Linked DNA regions of Ovis aries: all the other regions are linked to region 2. Evidence: chromatin contacts called from public Hi-C data. All regions are on one chromosome and are shown on one strand. Each heading gives the region's core, a stretch centred on a gene start, on an enhancer-like site or on the middle of the called end of the contact. The rest is flanking DNA. Distances are from core to core; before and after follow the strand shown. Region 1 holds the start of ENDOV (endonuclease V). Region 2 holds the start of CHMP6 (charged multivesicular body protein 6). Region 3 holds the start of RPTOR (regulatory associated protein of MTOR complex 1).

What was found. A called contact is a pair of places that touch in the nucleus more often than the background predicts.
Region 1: a contact with region 2 is called in a Hi-C map of hypothalamus, with 4 times the contacts expected there. The contact joins the promoter of ENDOV here to the promoter of CHMP6 in region 2. A contact is called at or near these places in 10 of 16 Hi-C or Micro-C datasets (blood, hypothalamus, liver and 3 more).
Region 3: a Hi-C map of hypothalamus shows a contact between it and region 2, with 4 times the contacts expected there. The contact joins the promoter of RPTOR here to the promoter of CHMP6 in region 2. A contact is called at or near these places in 2 of 16 Hi-C or Micro-C datasets (hypothalamus and liver).

The regions. Positions count from the first base shown.
Region 1 is chr11:51,604,757-51,607,739 of ARS-UI_Ramb_v3.0, reverse strand. It overlaps ENDOV (endonuclease V), which reads left to right and starts at 1,715. Exons shown (of 11, transcript XR_009595619.1): 1 at 1,715-1,780; 2 at 2,083-2,254.
Region 2 is chr11:51,166,324-51,169,023 of ARS-UI_Ramb_v3.0, reverse strand. CHMP6 (charged multivesicular body protein 6) reads left to right here and starts at 1,446. Exons shown (of 8, transcript XM_027974252.2): 1 at 1,446-1,566. The coding sequence starts at 1,504.
Region 3 is chr11:51,497,333-51,500,234 of ARS-UI_Ramb_v3.0, reverse strand. RPTOR (regulatory associated protein of MTOR complex 1) reads left to right here and starts at 1,272. Exons shown (of 35, transcript XM_042256773.1): 1 at 1,272-2,210. The coding sequence starts at 2,049.

The DNA.
Region 1 (2,983 bases), core at 466-2,965, 440 kb before region 2:
AAGCCCTCTGCATCCTGTCTGCTCTATAACACAAGGCTGATGCAGAGTACAGCCCAGGTGGACCCCAGAGTAATTCCTGGCCCTCCCATTTGCCCGCTCTCTGACCTCAGGCAAGCCACTTGACCTCTTTACCCCTCAGTTTCCCCATCTGTAAAGTACCTCTCAGTGCTGTGGTGAGAAGTAACAGGGCATGGGTAAATTACACCACAGGGCCTGGTCTGCTGTGAGCGCTCAGGAAATAGCCCTCATCCCCTCTCCCAGCTGAAAACTCACCCACATCTCCAGGCCCATCAGTGGTCAACGCCATATGAAACCTTTCCTGAAACTCAGACTCCAGTCCTAGTCTCCTGCATTTTCCTCTTGAGGTTTGTATTCAGATTAGTTATCCATATACTTCTCTAAATTCCCCTAGAAGAACATAAACCGCTGGTTAAATCGCTGCACCTCCGCCTATCTGGTCACCTTTCAGTACTTCAAATACACCAACCTCTTTGCTGTCTCAGCCCTTTACACGTGCTGTTCTCTTTGCCTGAAATGCTCTCTTGTACTCAACCTTCAGGGCTCCTTTACCACCAGTTTAAACAGGCTCCCATGTTATTTTCATGTCAGCACTTAACACAACTGCAGTTCTACTATCAGGAAGCTGTAACCTCAGCATCTTGTACAACACCTAGCACAAAGCAAATGGAATCATTATTCTTTCAACTGACAAGCAGGGGTCAGTCAATGCCCCCCAGGTTGTCCCTATTTAGTTTTTCCGCTCACCAAGATCCACCAGGTCAAATTTATGAGTCTGGACCCACTAAGGACTGTGTCCTGTCCTCAAAAAGAGTCACTGAAACTGAGGTCAAGGTACCATGTAAACGGAAGATGCTTGGTGATGGCGTTCAGGACGCTACCCCAAAATATGGCACTTTGGTGTATTGATCTAAAGCCAGAGAAATTTTAGACAATGGCAGAAGCAGCAAAATCACTCCTGCTTCAACCATTTTCCGCTCCAAATCTCCCAGGTGAAAGGTCCCCTCCCAGGAAGGAGAGGGACATTCTTATCACCAGAGGCAGGAGGTTTAGGGTCCAGAAGGCTGTGTGAGGAAAGCTCGATCTGGTTTCACTATTTACTACGCACAGTCCAAACCTCTCTTGTCTTATCAGTTCTTCACAAATTCATTGTTTCTTTCTCTAATAGGTATAAAGCTTTAGTTCTGGCCACTTCTTTGGGTCTTCACTCTCTAGTGAAAGGTCCCCTCCCTGTACGTGTAGAAGTGAAAGTCTATCAGTCGTGTCCGACTCTTGGCGACCCCACGGACTATACAGTCCATGGAATTCTCCAGGCCAGAATACTGGAGTGGGTAGCCTTTCCCTTCTCCAGGAGATCTTCCCAACCCAGGTCTCCCGCATTGCAGGCGGATTCTTTACCAGCTAAGCCACAAGGTAAGCAGGTACGCGGAGAAACTCAGTAAAATATGTACACATGGCTTTTCTCCTGCAGATCTGTGTTTGTCAGTGTAACTTTCAGATCCCGTTAGAAGCTCGCGGCTACGTCAGAAGACCAACTCAGAAGACCCGCTCTTCCAGCGCAGCTAATGCCCAGCTAGGCCTCCGGCCACCAGATGGCGGTGTCCAAGAGCCTCTGCAAACGCTACCACGGCGACGACGCTGGCATAGCGCCGGCGCGCGGCGCTCCGGAAGTGACGCTACAGGAAGGGGGTGCTCCAGGCAGCGCCATGGCCGGAAAGGCGGCTGGAAAACCGCCTGAGGAAATCTTGTTGGACTGGAAACGGTAATGAGGCAGGGGACGCGCAAAGTCCGGGGATTGGAGCGACGTGGTTCCCCGCGGACCTCCGACTTCATAACCCCTAACTTGGGGCCCCAGGGTCCTGGGCCTGCTTTTGGCTTGCGGGCGAAAGGGTTGTAGCTTCCGGGACCGCGTCTGGGTCTCGAGGGAGGGACTTCCAGACCAGGTGGGTCTCTAGTAGAGCTTCGACTCCCGGGCCTGGAATCCACATGAGGGCGGCCGCAGCTGGACCGCGGGGTGCGGGGTTTCTGGGCTGGGCGGACCGCTGGACCTGTTTCTACTCTCAGGGAGCAAGCCTCGTTGAAGGCCCGTGTTGTGGACCTGGACACGGAGGCTTGGCAACGGGACCCCGCCTTCTCAGGCCTGCAGAGGGTCGGGGGCGTGGACGTGTCTTTTGTGAAAGACGACAGTGGCAGCGCCTGCGCCTCCCTGGTGGTGCTCAGCTACCCAGAGCTTGAGGTAACCCCTAGGGGACTCTGGCCAGGGGCCGCACAGCTGCGTTCCCTTGTGCGTTAGTGAGAGAGGCGGGACTCTGGACAGGGAACAGTGCCAGAGTAGAACCCCGCTTCTCCTCTTGTGGGAGTTCACTAATAAATTGGAAAGCTTTTGAAGAAAAGAGGAGGGGAACAAAAACTGACTAGATTCTGTGACCTAAATCCAAATTAACTCATATCTCCAAGTTTGGCAGTCATCTTTTGCTCCCCATCTCAGGAACCTACAGCAACATACACTCAAGTTGCCCAAGACGCTAGAAATCTCTGTCTTCCCATACCCCTCAGCTGGTCGCACACTAACTACATTTTTTCCACCACCTAAAATCACTGGAGTCTGTCCCCTTGTCTTTATCGCTGCTGCCCCTTCTTGGCTGTACCACTGTCACCTCTTAAGTAGGTGACAGGTGGAATCTTTCCTGGGTCCTTTCTCCATGCTGCCAACGGAGCAGTTTTCCTAAAAAGCAAATGTGAGCAGTCACCACCTAGTCCAGTTAAAACACTTAAGTGCCCATCCTGTGATCGCATAGTAAATAAAAATAACACTAACAAGGCATAAAGAGATCTCTAGTCTTTCCCATTCTGTTGTTTTCCTCTATTTCTTTGCATTGATTGCTGAAGAAGGCTTTCTTATCTCTTCTTGCTATTCTTTGGAACTCTGCATTCAGATGCTTATATCTTTCCTTTTCTCCTTTGC
Region 2 (2,700 bases), core at 197-2,696:
TTGAAAAGCCCTCCAAGGTCTGCAGGCCAGAGAAGACAGTAGAGGCACTGCCATCAAAACAGGGGCCCTGATTTCTCCTGAGAAACAGGAGGTGCAAGGCTCAGAGCTCACATGGGCAGGTCACTGGAAAAGGCAGCAAACCCACACAGTAGTCACAATGCACGGTGCCAGAGAGCCCTTGCCACTGGCCAACTGCAAAAGCTGGATAGTCTCAGAAAGCCTCAGTGGATCATTAAGAAACCAGCCAGATCTGGGAGATAGAGATCTGATGGGAAGGACCTTAGAGGAAAATCATGACCTCTCACCCAGTTCCAGGACTGAACAGAAGGGAGTATGGGTTCCTCATGAAGGGGTCTAGGTAGTATGCCTGGCAAACCAACCCCCAGTGCCCGAACCATTGTGCCAGGTACTGCTGCTGCCTAACAACCTCCCCCTGCCCTGGCTCTGCACTTAGGTGGAGTCAGCAGGGAAGGCTCATCTCTGCTCTGTGGGACACCAGCTGAGCGGCCTGGGTTATCTGATGGGGGAAAGAACTCCCCTGACAAGAAAGCACATCTATCCAGAGAGCAAGGGCTGCTGACTCCTCCCCACGCAGTCCTCTCACAGACTGCTGCTGGAATAGACACTCTGGATATGGATTTGCCTCTGCCCACTCTAGGAGGCTTCTGCCAGCTGCACTGTTGTGGACTTGGAGGCCGCTAGTGGTGTCCATGCAGCTCTGCTCCTGATCAAGGAGTTCATTTCACAGAAAGGGGTGAGCGCTGAGCATGTGCCACCGGACACCTCATCTTATGACCCCACCTGCCCAGGACTGCTAGAAAGGTGGTGGGGCCCATGCAGACTGGGCTGTGGGCTCAGCCTGGGCGACCAAACCGGGCTGAGTACTGGGACCCCTCATGCCAACCAAGATGCACGAGTGGAAGCCAGGGCTGCAGGTGTGGGTGGCACCCCAACCTATATCCTCGATGACCCGTGGAGGCTTCTGCCGGGACCATGGAACCAGAAGATGGGCTCCCCTGGAGACAGGCCACCAGCCCGGAGGACAGAACCAGTGGGGCACGCTGCCTAGTTGGCAGTTCAGTGGACACTAGAGATCAGGGTTGTAACATCACTAAACGCAGCATTTTGTGCATCCGAGCCGGCGGGGCAGTGATTTGTGAACAAGATCTCTGACCTTCCGGGAGGCGGTCCATGCGGTCACCCTGCAGGGTTCCCACGGTAGTGGGAGATGGAACATCTAGTCTTGAAGACCGCGCGGGTGGGGCCTTCTGGAAATGCACCTGAACCGCGCAATCCAGGGCCCCTGAGCCCCGCCCACTGCAGGTCCAGCCCCTTCTCTGGGCGGGGCTTCTGTCCACAGACGGCCGCGTTCCGCGTTCTGCGGCGCCGGGCCCCGCGCGGCCGCCGTAGCGGGGTGGGTTGGGCCCGAACTACGGTAGCCGTGTGGCGCGGGGCACGGGTCCGACCGGGTAGGGCGGCGGGGCACGGGCCGGGCCGGCCGCCATGGGTAACCTGTTCGGCCGTAAGAAGCAGAGCCGGGTCACGGAGCAGGACAAGGCGATCCTGGTGAGATGCCGGGCCCTGCAGGCGGGTGGGCGCGGGCCGGGTACCCCCGGACTGTACGGGGAAACCGAGGCTGGGCGGCGGCAGGCTGCGCTCCGTTTCTCCAAAGAGTCCAGCGCCTCTGGCCGCCCAGCCTCACGCCCGGGCTGCAGCCTCGGAGCCCGTCTGGGGCGATGCGCAGTGGGCTCCCCTTGGGGAGCATGTCCGGGCCCGGTACCCAGCGAGTCTGAGCGAATCCTGTCGCTGCGGGTGTAGGTGGTCCGGGTGTGGCTGAGCTGTGCTTCGGGAGGCGGGGCCCTCCTTGTACTGTCTCGTGGTTGTACCTTGTCCGTGGGCGAGTCCGCGCTTGCGGGTGGGGTTTCTAAACTCCAGCCCCACGGGAGCCAGCCCCAGACCACTTCCCAGCCCCCGCCCCGACCCGGTGCGGGCTCGGGGCCTGCGTGGCAGACTCAGGTGGGAGGTCGTGGGGAGGGGATGATCTGGCAGTGGGGCATCATTGCTGCTCCCAGAACTGGGGATCTAAGCAAACGCTCTCACTGTGGGACGGTCGTGTTCTGTGTGCTTAGGACTCAGGCTGGACTCAACACCTTCCCAGTCCTTGTCAAACTTACAACCTGTGCGGCCCCTGAGAACGAGCCATTGGCCCCGAGCTTGTGGGCTGCCCTTGTCTCCAGGCCACTCCTGGCCCTCGAAAGTTCTGGATGATGGTGATGTTTCTGTTTCTACCTGTGGATTTGAGCATCTTTTTCTGGAGAGCACTGATATGAAAGTTAGCTTCTAGGGAAAGAATCGTGTGGTGTGTTAAGTGAAATGACGTGTTGAGACTAACCCATTTTTGTAAGAGAAGTGTGTCAGGAAGGAGAGAGCCTAGAATGTAAGTGGAATCTACCTTCGCTTTCTTTTCTGAGTTTCTGCAGGAAGAGTACGTAATTTTTGATACTAAGAAAGAAACTAATTCAAGTGGCAGGTTGTTTTATGGGGGGAGGCGAGGTGGTTTTACTGTAGCTTCTGAAACCAGAAGTTATAAAACTTTTTAACTGAAGTTCCCCTTGAAAAAGAGGCCTGTTTGTCACTGGAGAAGATCAGCTGTCATTGGGTTTTTATTGTGGTTGGGGTCCGGTCCCCCACATATGCTGG
Region 3 (2,902 bases), core at 23-2,522, 330 kb before region 2:
TTGTTTATGTTCTGGTATTTTGGCCATTTGGCATGTGGCTCTTAGCTCCCGAAGCATGGATTGAACTTGCACCCCCTCCATTGGAAGACAAAATCTTAACCACTGGACCCCCAGGGAAATACCCGCCCTCAGGATTTTGATATGGATTTTGACATCGTGTCAAAGCCCTAGGAAACCATACTGAGAAAGAGGGTCTCTTTGAGAGTCCAGCCTGACTCTTTTAGATTAACAAAGCACGCAGGGCTGCTGGATTTCCCTCTGGTATATACCCATCATTGCTGGCATTGTACTGGACACTCACTGTATACCAGACTCCTACACAGGTTAATTTTACCCTTCAAGGTGGGTATTATATAAACCCAGATTATAGTTGAAGGAAGTGAGGCTGAACTAGTTAAGGAATGGATCAATGTTGTCACAGGCATGGAAAGTGATACAGTTGAGATGCAGATACACGTGGGCCTTACCTCAAAGCCTAAATGCAGAGGGGAAGACCAGCCTCCCTGCCGATCTTCCTGCACCCCCCACCCTCCACTACTTTATCTAATGGTTACATGTGTGTCTCACTAGGCACTATGTTTATTGAAGACAGGCACTGCATGCCCCTTGGGGTTTATATTCCCTCTGCATGGGACACATTCTCACACACTGTAAACACGCAATGTTTACGGAATAGAGCAATAAAGTAGTGCAGGAGGCGATCCACGCATAGAGATCTATAGCTTTTAGCTGTTTGTAATAGCTTTTAGCTGTTTGTAAGTAAAGCTACATTCAAATAAGAATAAACCGCTCAGAAAATAAATGGATTAAACAAAAATTACAATTGTCAAAATTAATTTTTTCGCTGTGTTCCTTAAAAATAAGAGTCTGATTGATACTGTGGAGGATAGTACGTCTCCTCCCAACCTCGCGTACGATACTATATTCCTTTGTAATATTATCAATGATTCTTTCGGAAGCTTTTGCTTTTCCAAAATCTGGAAAAAACAAGGGGTCGATTCCTTTAATTTCAGAAGGATGTAGGTCTACTTGTAATAATAAAGATTTTTTCAAAATTAATTAAATGACACAGTTTCATTTATAGGACAGACTTTGATGTGACGCATCTGTTGAACGAAAAGCTATAAACTAGCAAGCTGAATTGTGGTAACGATGGTAACAAGGGGGCGGAGACTTCTCTCGCTGCCTCTTGGGAAGCGCGGCAAGGCAGAACGCTCTGAGGAAGTTTGGCCTGTTACCCACGCCGTAGATCGCGCTGCATGCTGGGTCTTGGCAATATGGCGTCCTCCTTGATGTGCTGATGAGCGGAGTTTCACTGTAGCTTGAAACCAGAGGACAAAACTCCCCAAACCCAATAAGCCCACATTACCCGTCTTTTCCGCGGCTCTGTGTAGCCTGTCTCTCAAGACTCGTTCTCAGACGGGCGAGAGCCATAGGGCTGGAGGCCAGGACCGGCCAGGCCGCGCGGACCCAGTGCTGAGGAGCCGGCTGCGGGCGAGCACGATGGGCCGGTCCTGGCTCTGGTTGCAGCAGCTCCTGCAAGTGCGCGACCCGCAGGGCTGAGAGTGGCTGCAGGAGACCCAAGGCGCTCTGAACCTCATCCCCTCGGCCGAAGACCTCAGCCCAGTCGGCGAACCGGCATCAAGAGCGGGCGGCCTGCCTGTCCTCTGATCGGCTGAGACGTTGGAGGCCGAGAGCAGGGTCATCGTGAGGCCTGGAGTCTCGCACGCCTTTGACAGCTCCGCTCGCAGCCCCTCTGGGAACTGACGGCCTCAGAAGCAGCCGGTGGCTTGGGAACTGGGGGCGTGTGTGTCTGTGCGGAGCCTCTTGGTTCCCTCATTTCCCACCCCCTCCGACTTCCCGCGCAGAGTTAGAAGAATCTCAGACTTTTTGCCTGAGTGAGGGTCTCTCCACCCTCTCCACCCATTTCTTTTTCTACCTCCCCCTTTTCTGTTTCTTATTTCACCCATTCTGGTACACACTAGTTTTCAAGGCTGGAGGTTCTCGAGCGTTTGCTGCCCAGGACTCCCCCACCCCCTCCCCCGCTCATGGAGTCCGAGATGCTGCAGTCGCCTCTCTTGGGACTCGGGGAGGAAGATGAAGCTGACCTTACAGACTGGAACCTGCCTTTGGCTTTTATGAAAAAGAGGCACTGTGAGAAAATCGAAGGCTCCAAATCCTTAGCTCAGAGCTGGAGGATGAAGGATCGGGTAAGTGGATAGCGCCGGCGCCCCTTGGACTTGAGTAGTTTTTTCAAGAAAGTTCAGAGCCAGAAGTATGTCCTTGGTAGAGCGGCGATATTCTTTCCCAGACACATGTTGCAGGTCAACTAAAAAGTACAAATCATTTCAGACTCCAGTTTTGGTTGTAAAGGGAAAAGGCTGTTTTGGTTAGTAGTTATTCACTGGATAGTGTTAATTAGATTCAAAGGGAGTTCTAATTCAGACAATGAAAGTTACACAAGTTAGAAAATACAGCGTTGCAAGTATTTGCATGCTTTTTTGGATATACTTAGTACTGTTAACACTTAGAGGAAAGACAACTTGGGATGTGGTATTTGTCCCCACATGGTAGGTCTACTTTTAGTGACTAGATTACTTTTTTTTTTTGATCCAAGCTAGGTGGAATGCAGAAGTCTAGTATAGTATGCTAGAAAACAAGATTACTGGCAAATGTTCAGCTAGTAACAGATTAATGCAAAGTTATTTTAAAGTTACAATGAACTTTACCAAAGCCTTCTAAGCAATTTGTCTTGAATCTAGGCTTTGCTCCTTTTATGTCATGTCCTGTTACTATTACTTGGAGGCAGAATTTCTCTAATAGTAGAGTATGAGGGGTTGGAACTTGGGTCTAGTAGTGGTTCCTTATGGTGTTGGAATGTGGATAGTGACCCAGGCTGCTA